Linked DNA regions of Mus musculus: regions 1, 2 and 4 are each linked to region 3. A link is a contact called in public Hi-C and HiChIP or PLAC-seq data. All regions are on one chromosome and are shown on one strand. The core of a region is the stretch at or near the end of the contact, and the rest is flanking DNA. Distances in the headings are between cores, read along the strand shown.

Region 1 (4,759 bases), core at 969-3,468, 180 kb before region 3:
GAGGAGAACAAAGGGAGGAGGGAGAGGGAAAGGAGAAGAATGAGGAGAGAGGAGAAGGACAGGAGAGGGAGGAGGGAGGGAGGGAGGGAGGGAGAGGAGGGAAGAGGGAGGAGAAAGAAGAGAGGAGGGAAGAAGGAAGAGGAAAGAGGGAGGAAGGAGAGAAGAGGGAGGAGGGAAGAGGGAGATGAGAGGGAGGAGGGAGGAGGGAGAGGAGAGGGAGGAGGAAAGGAGGAGAGAGGAGAAAGAAAGGGGAAGGGAAGAGGGAGGAGGGAAGAGGCAGGAGGGAGGAGGGTAGAGGGAGGAGGGAGGAGGGTTAGGGTTAGGCTCTCTGAAGCAAGCTTGCACCGCCTCCATGACTTCACGGAGAAGTCTGGGCCTCATCTACCCCTCTAGCTCACCCATCTTCCTGTGCATGTGGCTTGGCTGACCTTTTCTGAATCCCCTTAACCTTGTCAGAGCTCTTCCCTACAGCTCAGCACATGCCAGGTTTCCCCATAGGCAGCAGGGAACATCCCAAACCACGGTGCTCCAGCTTAGGAAGGTCCTGGCTGAGGTTCCACAGCACTCACTTTGTAACTCCAGAGCATTCGAGCTCTCTGTACGTGTTGCATTTCTGTTGCTGGGGTTAAGTACTCTGACAAACAACTCCGGGGAGAGCTTGTTTTAGTTTACAACTCCAGGTTACAGACCATGACAGTGACGAGGCCAAGGCAGGAAGCCGAAGCAGCCAGCCACAGCTGTGAAGAAAAGGAATCCATACATATTTACTGCTCAGCTCTCTTCCTCCACTCTTACATTGTCCAGGGCCCTGCCTACTGTGCCTAGTGTTGCCACAGTAGGTCGGTCTTTCCACCGCCATTAAGGTAATCAAGACAGTCCCACCACCACCAAGGCCAATCTGATCTAAAGAATCTTTCACTGAGACTGTTGCCAGTCTAGTCTACCTTGTATCATTTGTACAATTAAAAAGTATCACAGGTATCAGAGATAGCTTAGCAGTTAAAGGCTAGGCTCACAACTTGAACACTAGCCACCATAGGGGCTGAGAGATAGCTCAGCCTTTAAAGGCTAGGCTCACAATTGAAACACTAGCTACCACACTGTCTTAGTTAGGGTTTTATTGCTATGAACAGACACCATGACCAAGGCAAGTCTTATAAAAAAACATTTAATTGGGACTGGCTTACAAGTTCAGGGGTTCAGTCCATCATCATCAAGGTGGGAGCAGGGCAGTATCCAGGCTGGCATGGTCCAGGCAGAGCTGAGAGTTCTACATCTTCATCCAAAGGCTGCTAGTGGAAGACTGACTTCCAGGCAACTAGAGTGAGAGTCTTAAGCCCGTACCCACAGTGACACACCTACTCCAACCAGGTCACACCTATTCCAACAAGGCCACACCTCCAAATGGTGCCACTCCCTGGCCCAAGAATATACAAACCATCACACACCCTGTCCATCACACACCCTGTCCACACACCCTGTCCATCACACACCCTGTCCATCACACACCCTGTCCATCACACACCCTGTGCCTTGCTGTTCTTTCTGATCTCATTTTGTGTGAACACTAACATCCTCCCTACAGTGCTGCTCTGAGGATGATGTCAGACCATGTATGTGAAGGGAAATGTGGAGCTTGCATGGGATGTTGTATCCATCAGCAGCTCACAGCAGAGCTGGACCACACAACGTGGTTAGAGTTGTCACTGGTGGCAGTCACCTGCGGCAACCTGCTTTATATTTCTGGTTAAAATTTCCTCATACATAAAATGGGACTGTCATATGGTGCCCAGTGGGGAATGACGTAGAGTTGCGCTTGCCCTTGGTGCCCTGCCCCCTCTGCACTTGGCCTTGAAAAGGACTATGTGAGCAACTGATTATATTCCTTCTGGAATGGTGAGCTGTGTCTCCTCTGTGTTGGAGACACCAGGTGTGATGAAGAATTTGGAGCAAAGGACCCCAGCCACACTCAGCTTCCACCTGTCTACCTCTTCTCTGAAGTCCCCAACCCTGATTCTTGATCTAATTACCTCTGTCCCCAGAGCTGTCCTACAACCTCCTTGGTCATCTGTCAGCCACTTGGGACAGAGGCAGAGAGCCACTTATTCCTCCTAGGAGGGGCTGCTCTGCCCTGGGAGGGGGATACCCCACGCATCACTTAAGGGCTGACTGCCCAGCTCCAGGCAAGTGTATTCGAGTGCCAATGCCAGGCAGGCTCAGATGAATCACCTCCCGTTCCATGTGGTCACCCTGGCTGGCAACAGAGGCCCTGTGTGCTTCTCTGTGTGGTTTCTTTCCATTCCGTGAGTCAGAAGGCACCAGTCACTGGCCATGTGATGCCGTAGTCTCCTGCCAAGGAACAGTGGCAAAGAATTTCTGGAAAACCCTGGAAGGACAAGGGAGGGCAGATGTGGTTGCCAGAAACAGGCCTGAGCTGAGAGGGCTGGATGCAATCTTGTGAGATTAGCATGGGGAAAGGGGCTCTGGTCTCATGAGGCCAAAGGCCCCTATAGTAGCAGCAGCTGCTGGGTGTAGGGCCAAACCTGGTTTCCCTGTGGTGGAATAACATGATCATTTGGTCTAATTATAAGCAGAAAGCTTTTTGTAATGTAAAAAATCTTGGTCATTTAAGAACTATAAAAAGGAAGAACTGCCCCTAGCAGACACTTTTTATTTATTAATTTCTTTAGTGTTGGCCTTTATAAAAAAAGGATGAAGAAGTAAAAGGAGGAGGAAGAGGAAGAGGAGGAGGAGGAGGAAAAAGAGGAGGAGGAGGAGGAGAGGAGGGGGAGGAGGAAGAGGAGGAGAGGAGGGGGAGGAGGAGAGGAGGGGGAGGGGAGGAAGAGGATGAGGAAGAGGAGGAGAGGAGGGGGAGGAGGAGAGGAGGGGGAGGGAAGGAAGAGGATGAGGAAGAGGAAGAGGAAGAAGAAGATCATTAGACTGTTCTGTCCTGGAACTCACTATGTAGACCAGGCTGGCCTCAAACTCACAGAGATCTGCCTACCTCTGCTCCTGAGTGCTAGGATTAAAAACATGGGCCACTATACCTGGCTGACTTATTATTTCTTTAATTATGTGTATGTGTAGGGGTATGTGCACATGTGTGCAGGTGATTGCAGAAGCCAGGAGCATCAGACACCCTAGAAAACTGGTTACAGTTGGCTGTGAGCCACCTGCCATGGGTGCTGGGAATGGATCTGTCCTCTTCAAGAGCGAGATGGTTCTGGCTGACAAGCCAGCTCCCCAGCCTCTAGTTTTCTGGCTTTTTGCTACTCACTGTGTAGCCAGGCTGGTTTCAAAGCTACTATGTAGCTCGAGCTGGCCTCTGGTTATGGAGTGCTGGGATTACAGACCTGCACCACCACAGACACTGTTCCAGCTTGCCAAGATGTTTCCTGTACATACATAGTGCCACCTGCCTGCCCCTGGCCTGTCATACTGCTGGACACTGCCCAAGTCTGGTCTTGATATTACCTGATGCCTGGGATACTGCGACTCTAGGTCCCTAGGATGGCAGTCAGCACAGAGTCAGCGGCCTCCCTTCTTGTGCTCCCTGGCCCCTGAAGGTGTCTTTTTTTTTTTTTTTTAAGATTTATTTATTTATTATATGTAAGTACACTGTAGCTGTCTTCAGACACACCAGAAGAGGACGTCAGATCTTGTTACGGATGGTTGTGAGCCACCATGTGGTTGCTGGGACTTGAACACTGGACCTTTGGAAGAGTAGTCGGGTACTCTTACCCACTGAGCCATCTCACCAGCCCTGAAGGTGTCTTAAAGGCTAAACGAGTCTCAACCAAATATGAGAAGACCCTTTGCTCAGAGCCTCAGGATTTACCACACCATCCCTGAGAGTCTGTGGATAGCTGGTTCCACATAACGACCAATGAGGATGTCACACATTCTAGCATTCTGGCTTTATTCCTAAGGAAGAGTTATAATAAATGAACTACCCAGTATATTCCTTATTGTAACTGTTAATGTGGTCATGTATGTGTGTGTGTGCCTTTGTGTGTGCATGTGCATGCATGCATGTATTAGTGTGTGTGTGGTATGTGGTATGTATGTGGAATGTGGTGGTCTGAGGGAGAAATGTCCTCCATAGGCTCAGGTATTTAGATGCTTGGTCCCCAGTTGCTTGACTGTTTGGGGAGGCTCTGGAACCTGTAGGCTTTCTGGTGGATGTCCATTAGTGAGAGAGAGTGGGTGTTGGGAGTTTCTAACCTCACTCGCAGTGTGCTCTTCTTGCTTTGTAGTTACTGTTGAAGATGCGATTTCTCCACTTCCTGATCCTGCTGCCATGTCTGCTGCTTCTGCCACCGCTCCCTGCCAGGATGGACTCCAGCCCTCCAGGATCATATGCTTAAACAACCCTTCCTTCTATAAGTTGCCCTTGTGGTCCTTTTTATCCCAACAACAAAAGGTACTGATAATAGCATTACCATACAGAATAGTATTAGTCCTTAGCGGGTTTTTGTTGTTGTTATTTGGTTTTGTTTTTCAAGACAAGGTTTTTCTATGTAGCCCTGGATGCCCTGGAACTCACTCTGTAGACCAAGCTAGCCTTGAACTTGAAGATCTGCCTCCCTCTGCTTCCTGGGTTCTGGGATAAAAGACATACACCACCATGCCTGGCTAGTCCTTGGTAATTATGATGGATGCAGTTTAAGGCCCAGAGTGCAAACTAGCAAGAAGCTGCTCAGATGTAAAGAAGTGTTTGGTATCAAGGTGACCAAGGTGAGTTTGTATTGTCAGCTTT
Region 2 (4,393 bases), core at 1,127-3,626, 210 kb before region 3:
GGCACGACACCTGGACCTTGTACTTGGACCAGCTCCTTGTCTCGTTCGTCTGCCTGCTCCGAGTTCTCAACCACCTGCTCCAACTCCTCGCTGAGCTGAAGGAGAAGGCGTGAACAGTTTAGCTGGACTGGCCTTGCCTTTCTAGGCTAAAAAAAAAAAGCAGAAGCTGCCATCCACATAACCGTCACACATGCACAAAGGCCACATGACACAGGATGTGTGAGACCAAGTCCTCTGTCTTCTCTCACAGAAGTTTCCTGGGAAACTACAGGAAAGGATTTAGCAGGGCTGGCTCGATGAGCAGTGAGGGAGACCTGTATTCCCAGCCTGTCTCCTAGCTTCTGCTGATTACCCTGGCATTCTCAGGGCTATTGGTAGCTGTGCCTGATGTCTAACCCCTGCCTCCATTTTTACAGGGTCCCCTGCAGTGTGCACCCCCTTGGGGTACATCTTTAAGGACAATCATAATGATCGATTCAGAGCCCAACGCTTGTCATTGTGCAATAACCCAAAGTGACTCTAGTTCCGAGTCCAAACAGGACAAGTACTGGAGTCACCCTTCAGCATCTCCCAGAGCCACAGTCAGTTAGTGAAACAGAAATCACGCCACCTTGGTCTCATTCCAAAGCCCACGGTCCTAACCACTTCCTAGAGGAAGAGGAAATGTGGCTTAGAGTCCACTCAGAGAAAAAAAACTGACAACAGCAAAACTGGTGTCTCCGTGGGACACTAAAGCCCACAGATGTGGGTGCAAATGGCAAAGCAGGGGCGACAGATGTCCAGGTACCAGGCAACCGCAATCTAGCTCAGCAGTCTTCTCACATGACCTGTCAGACGGGAGAAATCTTGCTGCTGAGAAAGCAAAGTCCGGGATCAGTGTCCCATCATTTTAGGCAGGTGAACCCCGTGGTTTGCAGGGGTCCAGCCCAGGCTCATCGGGATATCACATGAAAAGGTACCTTTTCTCCACTCAGAGACAGGGTCTCATGTAATCCAGGCTGGCTTCAAACTCACTATAGTGGAGAATGACCTCGAATTTCTGGGCCTTCAGCCTCTACCTCCTAGTACTAAGCAAGTACTGAACCATCTCGGCTACAGACACCCCCAGCCCTCAGAGATCTTTCACATTTACCCTAGATGATTTACATAAAAGAAAAAAAAACCAAAACAACAACAACAAAACAAAACAAAACTCAAGAGGGACAGTGGTCCCAAGAACCCAGGTATAGTGGCAATCCCCGTCCCTCCAATCGCCTTCTTGATACTCAGCAGCCAGCACAAGCCTTTGCCTATCCCAGGCCAAACTTCTCAGAAAGCTCCTTTCTAGAGCGGAACCTCAGCAAATACCTAATTTCATTAGGTCCGCTCTCAAAACAACCCGGGCAAGAAAGATGCAAGCCAGTCTTCTTGGGACTTCAAACAGATCTGAAGAACGCAAAGGGAGGCGGGGCCTCTTTAACGCCTTCTACCATTAGGCACGATTCCAGTGAGCACCTGAATCTATCTACTTGTGGCCTTGCTCTGCGAACAGGACAACAGCCTGTATTTCAATACATTATCTTATAAGCTCTGCTACACTGCGGTCCTCTGAAGCTAGTACCCCAAAACTCCGCAGAAGCAAGAGCTGTCTGCATCCTGGTATTCACCCGGGATCATCAGTGACCCCAGGGCGCTGAGTTCAGCACGCTGCTAACTCGTTTGGAGAGTGTGAGTTTCCAGTGTGGCCAGGGCCTCCGTGGGTGGAGACGGACATGGAGACAAGCTAAGGTTGGGCTGCTCCGGTTGGACAAGGTCTAACGGCATGGGGCGGCTGCACGGCCTCGAGCAAACCTGGACAGTGGTGGCTGACGGCTAAGGATGCGGCGTCGCGGAAAGACACCCAGGCAGGGCAGAGCCGGGGAAGCCCCACACCAGAGGAACAGAAGGGGCCCGGAGCCAGCGCGGCTCTGCGAAGGGAAGCGGGAGGTTCGGGCGACAGACAAAGGGCTGCTGGGGTTCTGGGGAAGGCGAGGAGCTGCCGAGGAGCTGCTGGCCACACGCGTTCCCCACAGCCAGACTCCAGGGTCCCTTGTTATCCCCGCGTGCCGGGACCACGCAGGGGCTCCACCTGCTGCAGAGCCCGCATGCCACGGAGTGCCAATCATCCACCTGCACCGGGGTCGCGGCGCCCTGCCCGCCCTCCGCGCCCGTCCGGTCCGCACCTCCTGGTAGGACGTGGAGAGTTCTTGTCGGATCATGGCACTGGCCCTCTACGGCTCACCAGGGACCGCGACGCCGCAGGAGGCGCGAGCTCCAAGATGTGCCCGCTCTACTAAGCAAGACCCGCTCTAGTCTACCGCCCAAGACCAGGCGTGGCGGCGCTCAACGCATGCGCATCTTTTGCTGCCGCCGCGGGCGACGCTGGGAGTTGTAGTTCTAGGTGCCGGGAGCGGTGGGGAAAGCACCAGCTGGGCTCAACCTCCCGCTAGAGAGGCAAGCAATAGCCTCGCACTTCCTCTCTTTGTTACAGGCAGAAAAATGGAGTGCCTGAGTGCAGCATGGCACAAAGGCCAGTCGGAGCGCCCAGTAAGGGGAGAGGAAACTGGGCCTTGCGGTTTATAATGACAATAAATGTCCAAAGAGCCCTTTGTGTACCAAGCTCTCCGTACGCTTACGTCTTGATCCTTCAAGGAATCCTGCAAAGGAAACTTTTTTTCTCTCTCTCTATTTTACAGATTAGTACACTGAGGTAATGAGGATACCTTCTGTCAGTAAGGATAGGGAGAGAGTGATGATCGAGAAGTTATTTCATCTGAGAAAGGAATAACAAAATTCTAGAGTTCAACAAGGCTTGTGACAGCCAGCAGTCGATATGGACTGTGTGAAACAACCCTGGCTCAGGTTGCACCTTCCAGAGCCAAGCAATGGGTTGCAATAGTTGTATAGTTTACTAAGGTTCCTGTAGAGTGTGTGTAAGTACCTGTGGCTGGTACCGCCATGAGGTAGTCAGCTGGCTATCTGAGTCTATGTAAGACAGCCAGGGCAGAAGGTGGAGCCCAGCAGGATCTGCTCTTGGTTGATAGACATTTTCTCTCTCTCAGTGACACAGATATAGGCCAGATTAAAAATAGATAAAGACGGGTTTATTAGCTGGCAGCTCTCAGGAGGGTTCACCAATCTCACAGGTGGGGGTCAGCAAAGTCCCACTCCTAGAATAAAGCAAGGCAGTTTTATAGGTTTTAGGCAAGGAGTGATGACCTGCCAGCTAGGAGCTAGTCTTGTGTCCATACATGGTCAAAACCTAAGCCCCTGGGTGGGCACTCTTGGTGGGATGCTGGAAACAGGGAGACAGGAGTGATGATGTGTTAGCCAGGAGTTTTCTCCAAGCAGACAGGAGTGGCGGTAGGGTGTCTCTGTGGGGGCAGGGTTGGGGAAGGAGAGCAGGCGTGGTTTCCCTACCTTGTGCAGGGGGTGAGCAGGGGTTCCAGCCTAATATTGGTCATGGCATCCAATTGCCTCATCTGGTAAAAGCTCTTGCTTATATGTCAGAATGAGCATCGGAAGGAAGACTTAAGAACTTAGCAGATCTCTGGTAAAAGTTTAACATTTTTATCAAAGTGTGCCAGGGAGAAGTGGGCTCCTCTCTTTGTGTCTTACCACCACTCTTCCCTGCCCTGCCACCTGGTCCTCTGCTCTTCCATCTATTAAATGGGCCAGAATGTAGACAAATGCGCACTTGATGGTTGCCAAAACTTTGGGAAGCAGCTATAGACAGTCAGTATGTGTAGCGCTTAATACCATGTAGGTACCTAACGAATTCTGGGTAAGTTCATTAATGGAATACCAGTTTACATCTCATTTAATGAATGTTATTGTACCAGCTGGTTTTATGTCAACTGGACACAACTTTGGAGGAGTGAAAGTCAATTAAAAAACTGACTCCACTGTATTGGCCGGTGGGCAAGCCTGTGGTGCATTTTCTTGGTTGGTGATAGATGTGGGAGGGCCCGGCTCACTTGGGCAGTGCCACCCTGCCTGGGCTGATGGTCCTGGGTGCAATAAGAAAGCAGGCTGAGCAAGCCATGAGGAGTAAGCCAGTAAGCAGCACTCCTCCATGGCCTCTACATCAGCTCCTGCCCGGACTTCCCTGGGTGATAGATTTTTAAACTGTAAGGTGAATTTAAACTCTTTCTTTCCCAAGTTACCTTTGATCATAGCATTTTATCAGAGTTATTCAAACCCTAAAGACATTTACCAAACAAAAATACCAGCAACAGCCGGGCGGTGGTGGCGCACGCCTTTAATCCTAGCACTTGGGAGGCAGAGGCAGGCAGATTTCTGAGTTCGAGGTCTACAGAGTGAGTTCCAGGACAGCCAGGGCTATACAGAGAAATCCTGTCACTAAAAACCAAAA
Region 3 (4,318 bases), core at 607-3,106:
GGGATATCCAAGGCACATCTTTGATATTCCATGGTGCCAACACTGGGTTCTCCCTCACGCCTTCCCTCAGGGCTATGATCAGGATTCTGAGCCAGTAGCCTTGGGTCTGATCTGTGATGACATTTCTGGTCTTCTTAGGAATGCTGGACTAGAAAATGTCATGCTGGAACGCCCAAGAGTACAGCTGAGCAGTTTCAAGGATAGGAGCCCATCAAGGAAGCCCCACCAACCTCACTATCACTGGCTACAGACAGACTTTTGTTAAGGATCAGAAATTATGTTGGTGACGATAACAGGTAGCTGGTAGCCACACTCCACTCCCTTATCCCAACCAGTACGGGAAACAACTCTATTTTCTAGCAGCTGTGACCAGGCATCTGGCAAGAAGCAACTTAAGGGAGAAGGGTTCATTTTAGCTCAGTTTAAGAAGGGACAAAAGGCTTACTAGATGGTTTAATGGGCAAGGGTGCTTGCTGCCAAGCTTGATGACCTGAGTTCAATCCTTGGGATCCACATGGTAGAAGAAGGAGAGACCCCCATCTCCACAAGTTGTCTTCTGACCTCCACATATGCACAGGGACATGTATGTGCCCTTCCACAAACAAACAAACAAACAAACAAACAAACAAACATAAGTTTTAAAATTTAAAAACAAGGGCTGGAGATGGTTAAGATGGCTGCTCTTCCAGGAAGGTTGAGTTCAATTCCTAGCAACCATACAGTGGCTCACAACCATCTGTAATGGGATCCAATGTCCTCTTCTGGTATCTGAAGACAGCAATGGCATACTCATAGACATAAAATAAATCTTTTTTTAAAACGTAAAAGACAATAAGATTAAGGTCGTGGGCCATCATGTCTGCTAAGAGATGCAGCAGGAGGGGCAGCGGGTCACGTTTCATCTGCATGAGGCAGCAGAGAGGAATGCTGGTTCTCAGCTTGCTTTCTCCTTTTTCTTCAGCCTGCGGCCTCAGCTCACAGGATCATGCTGCCACGTTTAAGGTGGTCCCTCCCGGCTCAGTGAATCCCATCTAGAAAGTCCCTCATCCACAGGGACTGGTTTGTTTCCCAGGTGATTCTAGACTCTGTCACACTGGCTGTATTAAAGTGTCACAGTGCTGGTTTCTGTAGGGACAATCCTGAGAAGCTGCCACCTCTAAGTGCCCGCCCGTAGTGCTGAGACTCTGGCCTTGACTGCTTCAAATTGGGCTGCATTTCTGAGGGTTCTGCTTCAGTGTCATGGCTGCCCCCCCAGGGGCCGGGGTCCCCAAGTTCAGAACCCTTGAATCAGTACTATTTCCCTCTGCTCTTTCCCCTCCTTCCTGTCCCCATCTCTCAAAAGCCTTCTTGTGAGGCACAGACAACCCAGCAGGACCTCCTGCATGAAGAGGGAAGGCAGGGACACTGGTGAGTATTAAGGTTTGCACATTTCTCTTAGCTGTAGCTGGGCCAAGCCTACCGCCTCCTGTCAGTAAGAACGCCCAGGGCTGCAGAGGAAGGCCCCATCACTGGGAAAGAGAAGGGGCTTTCAAGTCTTTCACTTTCCTGCCTGTCACTGTTCTTCAAAGTTCTGGGGTAAAACTACGGCTGAATGCAGCCCCGAAACATCCGAGCTGTTCGAGGCAGGTCTTGTGCAAAATGCTACAGAATTTCGGACAGGAAGTTGTGTGGCTGTGTGGGCGTGAGGACCAGCTTCCTCCCTCTCTGACACTTTCTATGCTTTGGGGATCTTGCTCAGCGGCCTACCCTCCCCCCAAACCCAGCAGACCCCTCCCCCTTGAGGCCTCATACACAGCCTCTGACACAGGAACAGTGAAGACAGCAGGGTGAATCCCATCCTGGGCCACTACTCCCCTGTCCCTCATCTCTCCTAGACACGTGACCACTTCTGACAGCACGAAGGACTTTCAGTTCTTCAGAACAGAGGCACTTGTTGTGGTGTCTGTTTCCCAATGCTTGTCCTACCCTCTCCTTTCTGAGGCAGCTTCATCCCAGCACCTTGGCTAGCTTGTCTGGGTTCCCTGCCTCTGAAAACACAGTTTCTAGGTAACCAGCAGGGGCAGACTGTGTACCCTGCAGCTAGGGAGGGAGTCTCGAGAGTTCGGAAGCTAATTTGAATAGAATTATTGGTAGCAGATAGAGCAATTTGCATATTGGAACTAAGTGTGTGGATCAAGGATGTTCAGGAAACAACCAACAGAATCTGTAGATTGCTTCCTCACAGATGCGCTATCCTTAACTCTGCTAACCTTCTGCTACAAGAACAAGGCAGATTCAGACTCCAGTAGTAGGAGCCTGCCCTGACCAGCTGTGGTGGAGAAGCCTTGGCCCAACCCTCTGAACTCTTGAACTTGTGCCTCCCTCTCCTGGTACCCGAGACTCTTCATCTACAAACTGAAGGACAGAAGGCATGACTTTAACATCTCGTGGGCTTAAAATGCAGTATCCTGTGGTTCTCCTAGCAGACATAAACCTTGTCTTCTAACACCAGTCTTCTTAAGCCTCAGAAAGGAACTGTGCAATTTTAGCCCTTGCAAGCTAAGAGACAAGGAGGAAGGAATGCCCTCCCTCCTAGACAGGGGGCAGGGGGCTTGCAGGAGTGGCCAGTGTCAAGTCCTTTGCCTGGGAAGGGTTACAATCTAGTCTCTTTCCTCCTGTTGTTTTTTCTCCATCCCTCCTACTTTGTTTGTGCGTGCATGGTATGTGTGTACGTTCATGTGTACCAGCATATACATGTGCATTTATGCACATGGAGGGCAGAGGTCAACAGTGGAAGTCCCTCCTTCACTGCTCATTCCCTCCCCCTTTTTCTTCTTTCATCCTCTTCCATGTCCCCCAGATAGGGTTTTCCACTAAACCCAGGCAGGACTCACCATTGAGCCAGACTGCTGGCCTGCTAGCTACTGAGCTCCAGAGGCCCACCTGCCTCTCCTGAGCGGTGCTGAGGCTGCGGGTGTGCCCCAGGGGCACCTGGCCTTTTCCCTTTACCCGGATGGTGGGGATTGGACTGAGATCGTGCATGGTAAGCACTTCGCTGGCTGCGTGATCTCACCAGCATCATCTCTTTCTCTTCCCTTTTTTCTTCTTTCGTTCTTCTTTTTTAGCATCCATGCTTACAGCAAAGTCCTTTCCTTTCTGTCCCTGATTCTTGTTCCCTTTATAAGAAGGCTCCATCTAGCCAAGCGATGGTGGTGCGTGCTTTAACTCCAGCACTCAGGATGCAGAGGCAGGTGAATCTCTGTGAGTTGGAGGCCAGCCTGGTCTACAGAGTGAGTTCCAGAACAGCCAGGGCTACACAGAGAAATCCCGTCTCAAACAAAACAAAACAAACAAACAAAAAGATGATTCAAACTTTCACAACACTGGCGAGTCCAGGGAAAATGTGAAGAGGGCACAGGTTGCTCTCCTACTTGGCATTCCCATGTGTCTGCAAGAAGAATGGGCACCTGAGAAAGAGAACTGTTCTCTTCTCCCCAAATGCTTGTTTACTTAAATGAAGGGGCAGTGTGTCCACTGATCCTGTGCTGATGAACGAGCAAATGGAGCAGTTGGAAGGCCCAACCAGAAACAAAATTCTCAGGGCTGGAGAATCAGCCCAGCAGTTAAAAGCATTTTCTGCTCTTGCAAGGGACCTGAGTGTGGTTCCCAGCACCCACGTGGTAGCTCACAATTCCCTGTAACTCCAGGGGATCCGACATCTTTTGACGTCTGAGGAATCCTGTTATTAATGTGTAACAGGGCTGGTCTCTGGATGTGCACAGACACACACTCAGGCATACACACAAAATACAATTGTTTTTTTTAAAAAGGAAGAAAAATATTCCACCACTGTGGTGTAATCCCAGCACTTAGAAGGCAAAGGCAGGGGGCATTTCTTTGAGTTCTAAGCCAGCCAGGGATGCAGAATAAGATCTTGTCCTAAAGGTTGATAAATAATAATAAATAAACAAATAAAAATTCTATGGCTGAAATGAGGTAAGCCATACCAGATGGAAGACTGGGTAATGTCAATGATGTGAGCCACAAGTCAGCTCACTCTCTGAGAGCAAAAGTAAATCCCACGGTCTTAACTCTGCCATAGCCAAGGGCACTTCCCATCCGCTCTGGTTGAACAGGAGCGCTACCTGCAGTAGGATGACTTATGCAGAGGAGGGACTCTAGGAGTCCTGCATCCAAGAAGATGGACAAAGGAAACATTAGGTAACTATCTTTATTTTCCAAGTTCTAGACGAAAAGATCCTGCCAAAGGACAGCACCGGCTAGCTGCCAAAGTGAGAGAGGAACGACTCAAAGGGCCTTCTTGCTGGGGCCTCTGGAT
Region 4 (4,867 bases), core at 1,036-3,535, 150 kb before region 3:
CCTCATCTTGTTTTGTGAGACAAAGAAAAGTGCGGCTAGCTGGTTCAGTGACTTACCCAGATCCTGCTGTCACTGAGGGGTCGATGCTGAGCCCAGCAATCTCACTCCAGAGATCATGCACTTTACCTTAGCATGTGCGTACGTGTGTGTGTGTGTGTGTGTGTGTGTGTGTGTGTTCTTTTGATTTTGAGACAAGGTCTCCTGTGTCTCTGTCTGGCATTAAACTCACGATGTAGTCCAGGATGGTGGTGTACTTCTGATCTTCCTGCCTTCCCCTCTTGAGTGCAGAGATTGCAGGCATGCACCGCCATACTCGGTCTAAGGGGCGCTACGGGTCAATCAAACCCGGGACCGCTCATCATTTCCCCTCTCTCAGAAGCAATGGACTATAACTTCCTCAGCTGTGGTCAGCGGCTGTCCCCTTACCCACTTGTCTACCAAGTCTTTCCTGCTCAGCGGTTAGCACACTTAACTTTCCTCATCCTCTCACTGGCTTTGTAGTTTCATGATTGGTGGGCAGGGTGGGATTTGGGAAGACCTGTGGCTTTTGGATAATAGAATCAACAGCTGAAGACATTTCCCTTGATGGCATGGTTTGTTGGCAGGGTTCATCTGCAGGATGTGCATAGTTGGCAGCTGGGCTGGGGATGGAGGGAGCCTCGTTGACATCTGGTGACTGCTGTTGTCTGGGAAGTCTCAGTTCTCCTCATTGCTCCCCCTCCCCCCACCGTCTTCCATCAACCTTGCCAGCTTGCTTAAGGGGTGCTCTCAGGGCACCACCACATCCAACAAATTCTACTGCTAAAAGCAATGCATTTCAAAGTAAAGACTTTCCTCTTGATGGAGGTATGGCAAAGCTGTACTGTAAAGGACCATGTGCAACCTAGTGGGTTTCTGTGGCTTTCTTCGCAGAAAGCCTATTGTGGAGCTATGGAAGATCTACCCCAGGAAAATCAGCTACATTTGGTGTCTCCCTGTGCTACCACCCTTCTCTACTGGAGTGTGAGTCCTGAACACTAATGTGGTTTTAGAATTTTGCTAACTGGGGTTGGAGAGATGGCTCAATGATTCAGAGCACTGGCCGCTGGTGCAGAGAACCCAGGTTCAGCTCCCAGCATCCGCACTGTCCATAACTTGAGTTCCAGCGCGTCTGATGTCCTTTTCTGACCTGTTCATTCAGCAGGCATGCAGTTGGCACATATACATACACACAGGCAAATATCCATCCACATGAGATAAAAATAAATAAACGCTTAGAACGGTGTTAACCAAATTCCCTAGTCCTGGGCAATGGTAGCTGTCCACGCCACAAGACTGTGCTGAGGATAACACAGAACACACGGATTCTCATCAAAGAACTGGGACTGGAGAAACTCGGGTTAGTAACTCTATACCATGGATAAATAGACTCTCATCCTCAATTTCCTTATTCATAAAATATGGCTTTGTGACCTCAAAGCAACACAATGTCTCGGCACAGGTAAACGACCAATAAATAGTACTATTTATTGGTGAGTTCTGTTTAACTCCTGGAAGACGAACTTGAGAAGAAGATTCTGAGCAGTTCTTCTGGGACTGCAGTGAGAGTCGAGTGAATTACAGACAGAGCCACTGACACAGTGCACAGCCATGTCTGTGTGCATGCCTGCAACAGGTCACAGCACCAGGCAGGAGGCTTGGCCAGGGCTAAGACACGAGCCCTCAGCACTGTGTCCATGTGGCCAGCCGTGGGGGAGTCTGCTTCACTGGAGGGAAGCCAGCAGCAGCAAGCTTGCCTTCAATAGCTTCCTGGCCTCTCCTCACTCTGGTGGCCAGCTTTCAGATGCCCACATCCCTCGTTCTATGATACTGCATGGAACATAAGGCAGGTGAGCATGCACTTAAAATGTAGTTCATATTTTTAACTAGCATGTGTGTGTGTAGGTTTGTGCATGTAAGCGCAGGTGCCCATGGAGGACAGGATCCCTGTGGATCTGGAATTAGAGGTGGTTGTGAGTAACCTGAAATGAGTGCTGGGAATCACAACTGGGTCCCTTGGAATAGCAGTCTGGTCATTTAAATGAGGAATGTCCTCTGTGAGCTCGAATGTTTGAACGCTCAGTCCCCAGGTGTTGGTGCTATTTGGGGAGGTTCTGGTACCTTTAAGAGGTTGAGCCTGGCTGGAGGAAGTAGTCGCTGAGGGTGAGCTTTGAGGTTTTTCTTTGATGTTTGATAAGCCTGGCCCCTCTTCCTGCTCTCTGTGATTTCTGTGTGATCAGCAGCTTCCTGCTGCCATGACTTCCCCATCATGATCCTGTTCTCTGCCAATAGAACCAAATGCCACAACAAACCCAGCTTCCGTGAGCCCTGAGTTCTTTTGTCAGGATCTCTTACCACAACAACAGGAGAGTGGCCAATACGAGCAGAGCTTGGTCTTGGACCAATTGGAAGCCCTCTCTCCCTGGTGCAGCCCCGGCATACACTTCTCCCGTTCACAGCTTCCATTCATTTTCAGAGAGGTCTTCCTCCAAACTCCTGGTTAAGCATCACAACTCTAGGGCCCTTCCTCTTCTAAACAGCCGGCTTCTAGTGTGGTTTGGGGTGAGAGGTAACATTGTGATACAATTAGGATTAGCAGGGAGAGGCTGGGATGTGAGGAAAATCCAGATGTTTTCCTGTCTGCTACAGAAGTGAGCTTCACAGAAAGCAGAACGCTACTCCACCGAATGTGCTCAGGGTTCCTTTTGGCTGTGGAGTGAGCCAACTTTCATCCAGGTTTATGTCCATCTAAAGTGTCTGCCTGCTTCCTAATTCTCCTCCCACTGCTCCCAGACCACACTGGGAAAGCTCAGGCTTCCTTAGAGAGCTGTGGGTATTTCTGAAGGGCTGGCTGGCTCTTCCTTGGGGTGCTTCCAACAATGGTTCTTCTTAGTGGCCACATCTATGACTAATTCTTCAGGCTACAGTTTTTCTCACAAAAATGGTCGTGTATAATTTTTAAGAGAAAAGAATATCCCCAGAAGAACTATAGCATCCAACTAGATCTTTCTCTAGTTTAATTTTTTTTAAATCTTCTGACTCAAAGGAAGAACAAGAAATTTCCCGCAGGTTCTGAAATATCTGTTGCCATCCCATGGAGGGCAAGCTGAAGTCTCTTGGGATACAAGGTGGCAAACAAAAAGATAATTCTGGACCCCACGTGTCCAATGTGAAATGTAAGCAAAGCCACTTTCTCCCTAGCTGGCCAGTTCTCCCTCCTTCTCCTGGCCCCATCTATGCTTGCTTCAGGTTGGGAGGGAGGGAGTCAGAGCCAGGATGGCTGAGGGCAGGGGGCATTGGCCTGACGGTTGTCCTCTTGCAGCTCCTGTGGGATGATGGGATGCCTCACTCCAATTGAGGCATCGGGGATGTCTTTCTCATAGTCCATTTATCACTGAGCCATCACAACAGTTCAGCTGAAGTGGCAGAGGCATTCCCAGTTCACAGTGTCCCCTGCTGAGTTCTTGAGAATGGGGAGGGCCACAGGTGGAAAGATCATAGCTGTTTGAAGTTGGCAACTCTACAGAAGAGGGTGTGGGTCACAGAGAGGTCACAGGAAGAGGATTTCTGCCTCAGGCCCTGGTAAACAGATTCTGGCTTTTCAGCCATCTTTGGCAGCACTGAAGATTGGGGGATGGAGTGGGGGTGGGTGGGACAGGGCTTGGTGGCAGATAATTAGGGTTCAAATCCTGGCTTTGGACAACCTCAGGCAGATTTCTTAATCTCTTTAGGCTCTCTCTCCCTCATCTGTGGAGTGACGATAACACCTGTAACTTGGGAGGTATGTGGCTTTGAGCATAAGGCCAGCACACAGCAAGTGACCTCGTTGGTCTTGCCAGTTCTAGCCAGTGCCACCAGCCTTTTTGGCTCACTGCCTGCTTTCTCTCATCTCCTGACCTTGCCTCTTGATCAACCCCCTTGCTGTTTCTTTTGAAATATGGATAACAACTAATTCTCAGCTAGCACATGAGCTGGTATTCCTGTCCCTACTTGACAGCTTAGACGCTGAGGCAAGCTGGGCCATTTCTACAAGGCTCAAGCTGCGTCAATACTGGGCTTTGAGCTTGGGTTGGAATCTAAATCCAGTCTCCAGCAGCTCTGTGGTAAATTCATGGTCCTAGGCCAGCTGTCAAGGGAGACCTGGGTGTGCCCAAGTGTTCCTGTCACCAAACTCTTCCCAAGCATTTTATCCCTGGCCTTTGGACAGTTGTCAAAGGGGAAGGCAGAAGGAATCTTTAGAGGGTGCAGAGAATGCAGTGCGGCCTTGAGCTGTTGCTGACTGTCCTTGCTATGTAGCAGGCTCCATGCAGGTCCTGAAGCTGTGAGATCTCCAATGTGCGAAACTAAGCTGTCCCACCCCGCCCATGCACACTCTCCAAGCACAAGGATCCTGCCCTGTTTTTCTGAGTCTCTTTCACTCACAACAGGGCCCATCCCTCAATAACATCTGATTGACTGATTGACCAACAGCCAGGTCAGAAGACAAAGGTCACACTGAACACAGCAGGACCTTGCTGGGCTGCTGAAGCAGGCGAGGGACCAGACCCTTGCCCCGGAAGCCTCCTGTGGAGAGCTAGGACATGAGAACAAACCGGTAGCACAGGTTCAGTCCGGTGGAAGGCTGCTGTCAACCAGGAAGAATCTCCTGGGACTGTTTAGACAAAGGAGCTAGAAACTGGGGACGTTCTGCTTGGCTTCCCCAAATCCCATCATATCTGAAGGCACCAACTCTGCCAAGACGTAGCATCTCTCAGATGCCTAAACAGAGGGCTTAGCAGGGCTGACCCTTTGCAGGAAATGTTCCTGCTCCTCCCTGCCTGCCCTTTCAGCAGGAAAAGCCTGGCCTCAC

What was found. A called contact is a pair of places that touch in the nucleus more often than the background predicts. HiChIP or PLAC-seq counts read pairs in DNA pulled down with a chosen protein or histone mark.
Region 1: a contact with region 3 is called in a Hi-C map of bone marrow-derived macrophages, with 39 read pairs. The contact joins two enhancer-like sites. A contact is called at or near these places in 2 of 15 datasets of contacts at CTCF or cohesin (CD8 T cells and large pre-B cells), 5 of 484 Hi-C or Micro-C datasets (bone marrow-derived macrophages, embryonic stem cells and stem cell-derived epiblast-like cells) and 8 of 115 datasets of contacts at active chromatin or transcription factors (the 230-238 cell line, the HPC-7 cell line, bone marrow-derived dendritic cells and 4 more).
Region 2: an H3K27ac HiChIP or PLAC-seq map of microglia shows a contact between it and region 3, with 4 times the contacts expected there. The contact joins the promoter of Pacc1 here to the enhancer-like site in region 3. A contact is called at or near these places in 1 of 39 promoter capture datasets (macrophages), 1 of 484 Hi-C or Micro-C datasets (bone marrow-derived macrophages), 3 of 115 datasets of contacts at active chromatin or transcription factors (memory CD8 T cells, microglia and pancreatic cancer cells) and 2 of 9 other capture datasets (adipose tissue and liver).
Region 4: an H3K4me3 HiChIP or PLAC-seq map of bone marrow-derived macrophages shows a contact between it and region 3, with 2.8 times the contacts expected there. The contact joins two enhancer-like sites. A contact is called at or near these places in 1 of 15 datasets of contacts at CTCF or cohesin (the NIH/3T3 cell line), 2 of 484 Hi-C or Micro-C datasets (the AML12 cell line and embryonic stem cells), 3 of 115 datasets of contacts at active chromatin or transcription factors (the HPC-7 cell line, bone marrow-derived macrophages and embryonic stem cells) and 1 of 9 other capture datasets (embryonic stem cells).

The regions. Positions count from the first base shown.
Region 1 is chr1:191,290,085-191,294,843 of GRCm38.p6, reverse strand. No RefSeq gene overlaps it. Among named protein-coding and RNA genes, the nearest start is that of Nenf, 26 kb to the left of the region's middle. Within about 2 kb of position 2,218, at least 132 of the 459 cell types and tissues checked have an H3K27ac peak or open chromatin away from gene starts, as enhancers often do. A contact at or near this core is called in bone marrow-derived macrophages, where this site is marked.
Region 2 is chr1:191,323,885-191,328,277 of GRCm38.p6, reverse strand. Pacc1 (proton activated chloride channel 1) reads right to left here and starts at 2,376. Exons shown (of 8, transcript NM_025864.4): 1 at 2,202-2,376; 2 at 1-95. The coding sequence starts at 2,237.
Region 3 is chr1:191,108,824-191,113,141 of GRCm38.p6, reverse strand. It overlaps Batf3 (basic leucine zipper transcription factor, ATF-like 3), which reads right to left. Exons shown (of 3, transcript NM_030060.2): 3 at 4,199-4,318. Among named protein-coding and RNA genes, the nearest start is that of Gm46178, 9.9 kb to the left of the region's middle. Within about 2 kb of position 1,856, at least 74 of the 459 cell types and tissues checked have an H3K27ac peak or open chromatin away from gene starts, as enhancers often do. A contact at or near this core is called in adipose tissue, bone marrow-derived macrophages, liver and 2 more, where this site is marked.
Region 4 is chr1:191,256,724-191,261,590 of GRCm38.p6, reverse strand. No RefSeq gene overlaps it. Among named protein-coding and RNA genes, the nearest start is that of D730003I15Rik, 35 kb to the right of the region's middle. Within about 2 kb of position 2,285, at least 66 of the 459 cell types and tissues checked have an H3K27ac peak or open chromatin away from gene starts, as enhancers often do. A contact at or near this core is called in bone marrow-derived macrophages, where this site is marked.